Regions from separate parts of the Mus musculus genome. Here region 2 is linked to region 1. A link is a contact called in public Hi-C data. All regions are on one chromosome and are shown on one strand. Each heading gives the region's core, a stretch centred on a gene start, on an enhancer-like site or on the middle of the called end of the contact. The rest is flanking DNA. Distances are from core to core; before and after follow the strand shown. Region 1 has its middle 9.1 kb from the start of Cmah. Region 2 holds the start of D130043K22Rik (RIKEN cDNA D130043K22 gene).

The links. A called contact is a pair of places that touch in the nucleus more often than the background predicts.
Region 2: a Hi-C map of short-term hematopoietic stem cells shows a contact between it and region 1, with 6 times the contacts expected there. The contact joins the promoter of D130043K22Rik here to the enhancer-like site in region 1. A contact is called at or near these places in 4 of 39 promoter capture datasets (hematopoietic stem and progenitor cells, liver, neutrophils and 1 more), 2 of 484 Hi-C or Micro-C datasets (liver and short-term hematopoietic stem cells) and 2 of 9 other capture datasets (adipose tissue and liver).

Annotation. Positions count from the first base shown.
Region 1 is chr13:24,316,155-24,320,363 of GRCm38.p6, forward strand. It overlaps the pseudogene Gm23340 and the pseudogene Gm11341. Among named protein-coding and RNA genes, the nearest start is that of Cmah, 9.1 kb to the right of the region's middle. Within about 2 kb of position 2,652, at least 9 of the 459 cell types and tissues checked have an H3K27ac peak or open chromatin away from gene starts, as enhancers often do. A contact at or near this core is called in short-term hematopoietic stem cells, where this site is marked.
Region 2 is chr13:24,843,573-24,847,665 of GRCm38.p6, forward strand. D130043K22Rik (RIKEN cDNA D130043K22 gene) reads left to right here and starts at 1,559. Exons shown (of 21, transcript NM_001081051.2): 1 at 1,559-1,727.

The DNA of each region.
Region 1 (4,209 bases), core at 1,402-3,901:
GCTACTCATATCAGGCTGTTTCTCACTACCCTCAAGTCTCCAGTTCTGCCTTTCTTCATTGTGCCCACGTCCTTCTGTTTCTCTTTTTCTTCCATCTCTCTACCACGTACTTGCTCCTCTTAGTGGTGCCTGGGGTCTCTGAGTGTCTAGGATTATCTCAGGAGTGGTCTCAGGAGTGCCATGTCCCACTCATGCATTATAGTACTGAGCAGGGGTCATGCTGGGCAGGATCTGCTCCCCCAGCCCCAGCCTTTGCACTCAACTTGTGGTCATCTCAGGCTAGATCCCTGTCTGGGCTGCATGGCGTTGGTCTGGTGGTCATCTCTGGCTTGCTCCTAGCCCAGCCTGACTGAGTGCCCCCATGCAAGGGTCATCTGTCTCAGGCTCACTCCCATCTGGGACCTGAGGTCCTGGGCAGGGTTCTTCTAGTTTCCCACTTGCTCTCAGTCCTGGGAGCCTATTTGGGTCTGCATGGCATGGGACTGATGTCGTTTCAGGCTAGCTCCTTGTCTGGGCCCCTTGGTGCCAGTCTGGTTGTCAATTCAGGCTTGCTTCCCGCCAACCCCCACGAAGGGAGTCTTCAGCTATGAATCATTCAGCAGTTCACAAGCCTTAACACTGAGTATAGACATACTTCTCTGCCACCTACTGATGCACAAGTGACACAGCAGCCATATTTGTAAACCTCTAGGAGCAGGCTTTTTGTTTACCTTATAACCATAGCTAGCTTGAAACTTATGTTAATCAGGCTGGCCTGGAACTAATATAAACTTACCTGTATCTGCTTCTGCTTCTGCCTCTGCCTCTGCCTCTGCCTCTGCCTCTGCCTCTGCCTCTGCCTCTGCCTCTGCCTCTGCCTCTGCCTCTGCCTCTGCCGAGTGCTGGGATTAAAGACATGTGTTACTACACCTGACCTTATTTTTGCTTTTGGAGGCAAGATCTCACTACATAGCCTTGATTGGCCTGTACTTATTATGTAGCCCAGGTTGGCTTTCAGTTTAAAGCAAGCTTTCTGTCTCTCCTTCTTGAATGATGAGATCACAGATCAGCATGACCATATATGGCCAAACATTCTTAATATTCCAAATAATTATGGCTCTTTCTTTCTTATGTTTGTTTTGAAGCAGGCCTCATGTAGTCATGGCTAGCATCGAGGTTCTGATATCTCCACCTTTATGTCCTGAGTGCTGGGGTTAGAGAGGCAGAGTCACTATGCAGGGCTTCTCACAGGCATTTCTAACCTCGGTTCTGCTTTTGTTTCCTTTGTTTATGTTCAAAACAGTTGACTGTGTGTCATTTGTCAAGTTCAGTTGCACAGTGACGTTTCCCCCTATTCCAGAACATAAGAATCACTCTGGGTACTGCCTGAGATGCAGCCCAACAGTGTGTCATAGCCCATCAGCCCTAACACCAAACAGTGGGAAGAGTAAGCTGGGCTTACTGGGATACTGGGAAGGCCTGTCATCACTTGCAGAATGTTGCCTTGGTGATAACTGGTGTAGAAAAAGATCATTGGAAAGAGAGGCCCATCGGTCTTGCAAACTTTATATGGCTCAGTACAGGGGAATGCCAGGGCCAAGAAGTGGGAGTGGGTGGGTAGGGGAGTGAGGGGGAGGGTATGGGAGACTTTTGGAATAGCATTGGAAATGTAAATGAAGAAAATACCTAATAAAAAAAATCCTGAAAAAAAAAAAAAAGAAAGAAAGGATGCTTTTGCAGCAGGAAGTACCCTGTCTTCATTAGGGTTTCTATTGCTGTAAACAGACACCATGACCACGGATACTCTTATAAAGGAAAACATTTAATTGAGGCTGGCTTACAGCTTCAGAGGTTTAATATGTTATTGCCATGCTGAGAAACATAGCAGCATGCAGGCAGACATTGTGCTGGAGAAGGAGCTGAGAGTTCTGTGTCTTGATTGGCAGGCAGAAGTAAAAGCCCAACTAGGCCTAGCTTGAGCATATGAGACCTCAAAGCCCGCCTCACAGTGACATACTTTCTGCAACAAGGCCATACTTCCTAATAGTGCCACTCCCTTTGGGCCAAGCATTCAAACATATGAGTTTATGGGAGGCACTCCAATTTAAACCACCACATACCTTATGCTGGCTGATACACGGTAGAATTGCTTAAGCAAAGGAAACTTCACCTGAGGAACTACATCCACCAGATTAGCCAGTAAGCAAGGCGGTGGGAAATTTCTTATTATGATTGATGCGGACAGGCCCAGCTCACTGTGGGTGGTACCACCCTTGGGCAGGTAGTCCTGGGTTGACTGACAAATACTGTATAACAAATCACCAACACTGGGCATGAAAAGCCCTCTTTTGAGTTGTGTGCTAATCAAGGTTGTGCAAAAGAATCCCAAAACATACAGCCAATTGCTATGGCCTTTGATTGCTCCGTGGCCAGGCATGGTCTTGCAGGTCTGTGACCACACCATTCAGGAGGGAGAGGTAGAAAGATTGCCTTTGGTTGCTCTAGGAGGTGGAAGGAAAGTCCCTATTGATAAAGTCCCTGTTGCTTCAGAAATTGGGCCCAGTGGCTCCTGAACTGGAACTACTTAAATGCCTCCTCCCTAAGGCCATGTAAGCTTCCAAAGGAGGGAAGCAACCGCAGTCCTAACCACCTACGTATGACGTCTATCAACTACAAGATCTGACTTTCCTGGCTGCTCATTTTCCTACGTTACAGCTCAGGACTGACACCCAGTGGCTTGTGAGAATAAAGCTCTCCAAATGCATTTCAAGTCTGCAGGAATGGAAGTTCCTTCCTTGTTAGTGAAAGTTGTAAAACTTCCTATTCAGAAATGAAAAGAAGAATTCCCCTTCTGGGAAATCAAGAAGCCTTCTACCACTGACCCATATCCTCAGCCTAGCCTTCTCAGAGAGCTGGGTTTAGCCACTATTTTCTGCTAACCAGGACAGCCCTGAAAACATACATACAGGCAACATTATATATATGAATACATATGACTATATGAACAGATATAATATATTATATTCCTAAATATAACCTGCTTGTTTTTTTATATATATACATGTATGTGTGTAACAGCAATTAATGGAAAAGAGGCTAAGAATGTGCAGGAAAGCAAGGAGGGGTATATGGGAGGATTTGAAGGGAGGAAAGAGAAGGTAGAAATGTGTGATTATACCATATCAAAAGTATTCTGATTATTACAGAATTGAGAACTATGAACCAGTGGGAAATTTTCAGTTGCACTGTTGTAACTGATTTTTTAAATTTAGTTAGATTTTTTTTCATTATCTAGTCCTTGGTCCATGGACATTTAGGTTGTTTCCATTTTCTAGCTATTGTGAATAGAGAGGCAGTGAACATAATGGAGCAGCTATCTGTGGAGTAGGATGTCTGTCCTTTGGGCATATGCTAAGGCTGGCATAGCTGGGTCATATGGTAGATTTATTTTTAGCTTTTTGAGAATTCTTCTCAGTGATTTTCAAAGTGGCTGTACCAGTTTGCAATTCTACCCATAGTGAATGAGGGTTCCTGAGGGATATATATATATATATATATATATATACACACACACATATATACATACACACATACATATATATATATACACACACATGTATATATATATATATATATATACATACACACATACATACACACACACACACACACACACACACACACACACACACACACACATATATATATATATATTAGTTTTCTGTTTATATATTTATTTGTATGTGTGGCCTGCAAGGTAGTCCAGCAAGTACAGGCACTTGCCAACCAAGCCTAACGTTTTTAGTTCGAATCCCAGGACTCACACGTAGAAAGAAAGAAATGATTCTCACAAGTTGTCTTTTGACCACCACACTTATGCCATGTCACAAGCATCCATCCATACAAATAAGTAAATGTAATGCAATTGTTTTAAAAATAAAGCTAAAGGCCAGATTCTGTCTACAAAGTGTAAATACACTTTTTTTAAACAAATGAAGGCTTGGAAAATCATGTGTGTTCAGAAAACGCTTCCTCTAGCACCATGATGTGCAGTCTACTGCCCATCATTGGTGGCAATGCCAGGTTTGCTTCAGTGTCAGGTGCCTGCACTTGCAAACTTCATTTCATTAAGAATTATATGTGGCCCTCTCTCCTTTCTGCCACCGCCATGCCATTTAGACTGAGGAAGGCCTCAAAACTCCAGGGCCATGTGAGCCACGGCCACGGCCA
Region 2 (4,093 bases), core at 309-2,808, 530 kb after region 1:
TCGTGGTAAGCAGTTTGGTTGTTTTGGAGGGGGAAAGTTGAAGGTAAGTTCACATTTTCTAGTCTGTAGGGATGTGTAGTTGTTTATCTCCATTCGGACCTCTGATGACTGTCTTTTGCTCCTATATGAGGGCTGGGAGAGTTGTACACTGATTTAACTATTCTCATCTTGTGACTCATGCCTTCTGTATCTCTTCACTGCCTGCATCTTTTCTCTAGCTATCATTAATATGTACCATGAGAGAAGGAAATGTCTTCCTACAGTGAGGTTTGGTGTTTGCCCTCTGAGCCCATTTAGTGACTGAATTAATGATTTTTCCCCCTTTTTAGTCCATGCTTATTTTTATTCTCAGTCTTCTATTTTGGTTTTTTTGAAACATGGTTTCTCTGTAGCCTTGGCTGTCCTGGAACTCCCTCTGTAAACCATGTTGGCTTTGAGATGTAGCTGCCTCTACAACTGTAGGACTGGGATTAAAGGCCCGGGCCTTCTCCGTTTTATAGCTTATTCTCTTTACCTCCTTAGTGGCTCTTTATCTCCATTAGTTAACGTGTTCATCCTATATGATGCTTTTACATGTATGGTGTTTGTAAGTACACATGAGGAGGCCAGAGGGCAGTTTGTGGAGTCATTTCCAATTTTATGTGGGTCTTCTGGTAGATCTAACTCAAGTCATCAGCCTTGGTAAAGTAAGTCCCTCTACTACTGGCTGAGCCATCTCACTGCCCCTCCCCTTAAGAGAAAAGCCTCATTAAGTAGCCTGGGCTGGCCTGGTAACTGTATCTGGCTTTTTAATTTATTGTTTGAAAGAGTGTTATTGTTTGAAATCGTGAAGCTCTTGCTTCAGCCTCATGAGTCCTAGGGTGGACTTCTGTTCTTGGGTCATCTCCATTTTCTAACAGGAGACATTTAGTAACATTTGTAACCTGTCTGATGTTTCTCCACAAAGATGACAGTGCAGGCTTATACTGGTGTGCGACTCAGTCATTAAGCCACCGTGGATGTATAAAGAATACTCTGCCCGTCCTTTCTGCCCCTTAATGCCAGTTCCTAGACACTTTCTTGTCCTTATTACAAAACTAAAAATACAAGGAACAGTGTTCCACTGACTTAGAATTTCCTCTGACTCAAGATTCTCACTACAAGACACAAATGTTGAAATGCACTTGGCACCCATTTAACCTGCAAAGTAGAGTTGCTCTGTGACGACCTAGGCCCAGTTTACCATCCTTGATTTGAAAGCAGCACTTGAAACCAAGCAGATTAGTTATGGGGTTGGGGGTCTTGCAAAAAGGCTTGGCTGGAAACAAGACTTGAATGGCCAGGTGACTTGACTTGGAGTAGTCTGAGCCAAGCAGTGCTTGCTTCCCCGGGTGGAGCATTTTTCTAGACGACCTGTCTATCCCCTCAACAGTTCAGAACCATGGCAGGAAAGGGGTGGGCGAGGGACCAGAGCAGGGAAGCAACGGAGGCCCCTCTGCTTAGCGGGGCAGTGCGGGCTGCGGCGCAGGCCATCCCTAGGGGCGTGTGTGCGCGTGCGTATGCGTCGCCCTGGTAACCCGGGAGGCAGAAAGGCGCTGAATCACCAGCGCGGGCTCGCAGCGTCTGTCTGTGCAGCCGCAGGGGTGGGCAGGTGTCGCCTGCAGGTGTGCCTCGCAGGTGTCTCAACTGGACATCAGCGGCTGGCCAGTCTGGAGTACCGCGGAGCCTGGAGATCGCTGGGGATGGAGGTAAGAGCCGCACTCAGCTGCCTGCGTTCCTGTTTGGATCGATGGGTTCTCAGCAGGGTGGAGTCAGGGAGACTTGGGCAGCTAACCTTAAACCTAAGAATCGGTTTCTTTAAAGTTCATTCAGAACTGGCATTTGCTAAATGCATTTCGTATCTTAGTCAGAGGCTTTTAATCTGGACTCCAGGTCCCCGGATTTCTAGCTAGGGTGTAGTTGGGATTCCTCCTTACCTCTGCCTAGGGATGCAGGATATGAGTGTGTTTATGAGACTGGGTGATGGGGTGTTGAACGAAGCTCCAGTGAGCTTGCAGTGTTTAGCTTCAGCAGCCACCTCAGGTGCAGAATCCCATCTCCCAGCCCAGCTGGCCAACTGTCAGCAACGACGACAGCAAGCAGGTAGGTGGTGTCAGAAAAAAAAAAAAAAAAAAAAAAAAAAAAAAAAAGCCAAGAGGGGGACTTCTAAGGCTTCTTCTGGACACCTAGGAAAAGCAATCCTAGATAGTTGCATGATTTGATGGTTTCCCTGTTTCGTGGAGGCGGGAGATTTGGGGATCTTTCCAACCTCGCAAATTGCATGCTTTAGACTGAAGAATTACCTTTAAATTTCGTTTAGTGCTGTTGTCGTGGACCTCGCTACCACTTACCAAATGCATTCATCTCCTCTCTTTACCGTCACCAGAAGCTTAGCGCTGTATAAAGGCTTTTCTTCCTGCTCTTTGAATTCTCTCCAAGGAATGGCACAGATTTATCAGGATCACAAAGCTGCAATCGCTAGTCATCGTTCTCAACACCATTTGTTTTCATAATTGTCTGAAGGGAGCAAGCAAGCCGGAGCATATTCACGCTCATCTTTATTGCTGGCTTTACTGAACATTTTCGTTTGTGAGTTAGATGTTGATATTTTTCCTAGTGCTTGAGCAGAAAAGTTGAGTGGCATTTGTGTTAATAATGGAAAAAAGTGTAGATCACATTTCCTAAAAACCACAAAAATGTTCAAGGTGGATGTGTGTATTAATTTATTCCTGAAATGCACGGCGCCTGGGAAAGTTCCTCAGAGAGACTGAAGTTGTGTCACATGTACATTTTTATTTCATGCTCATGATTTTAGTTACTTCTAATGCAGATGGGGCAAAGTAGAGATTTCAGTTCAGTTCCAAACTTAGAACTCACTGAGAAAGCTGAATTCTCTGCAAACTGAACAGGAGATAAAACAAGAAACAAGACAAACAAACAAAAGCCTGCAGCAGGAATTTTTAGAACCTCCGGTAACAGGAACAGACAGCACACCGCTGCTGGGTAAAATGCCGAGGCAGGGATGCGTGTCCTTTCAGAAAGGTAACGGTCACTGAGCTCTCATCCTCACGGTTTAGAGAGCTGAAGGAGAGCTTTGGTGAGTTATAAAGTAAGAAGTATGTTTAAGGTTTGTTCTTGACTTAAGTGCCCCTCACCCCCAACAGACAGCCTTTCCTTTTAAAACCAATTTGTGGAAATAAGGATGTCTGTTTGGGGCAGGGGTTGGAGTGTGTGTGTGTGTGTGTGTCCGCGCGCGCGCGCGCGCATGTACAGTGTTGGGTGACAAATAGCCTGATGGGAAAAGATGGTCTGCTTAGGGTTGTGGTTCAGCTGTTAGAGGCGACCTCCCCTCATATTAAGGAAACTATAACCTCTAAGCCCCATTGTTCTCATCTGTAAAATAGAGAAAATAGTAAGGCCTACTCAGTGGAATTTCTATAGGAATTAAAATAAAAATAGAATTTGCACGTGCTGAGCTGTGAAGGATTGCTCAAACCCTAGTGTTGGAGGCCAGCTTTGGAAATACAGAGGGATGCTGTTGCTTTTGGTTTTGGTTTTGATTTGTGTGCGAGTGTGCCTGTATGCCACACATGGAGTTTGAACTCTTAGAGCTAGGGTTCTAGGCATTTGTAAGCTTCCTGACCTAGGTGCTAGGATCCAAACTTAGAGGCCCATTTAGAAAATAATTAAAATAAGATACTATTACACAAATGCTTCTTAAAAAACCATGGTTTCGGCCGGGCGTGGTGGTGCACTCCTTTAATCCTAGCACTTGGGAGGCAGAGGCAGGTGGATCTCTGAGTTCGAGGCCAGCCTGGTCTACAAAGTGAGTTCCAGGACAGCCAAGGCTACACAGAGAAACCCGGTCTCAAAAAAACCAAAAAAAAAAAAAAAAAAAAAAACATGGTTTCGCTGGGCGTTGGTGGCACACGCCTTTAATCCCAGCACTTGGGAGGCAGAGGCAGGTGGATTTCTGAGTTCGAGGCCAGCCTGGTCTACAGAGTGAGTGCCAGGACAGCCAGGGCTACACAGAGAAACCCTGTCTCGGAAACAAACAAACAAACAAACCAACCAA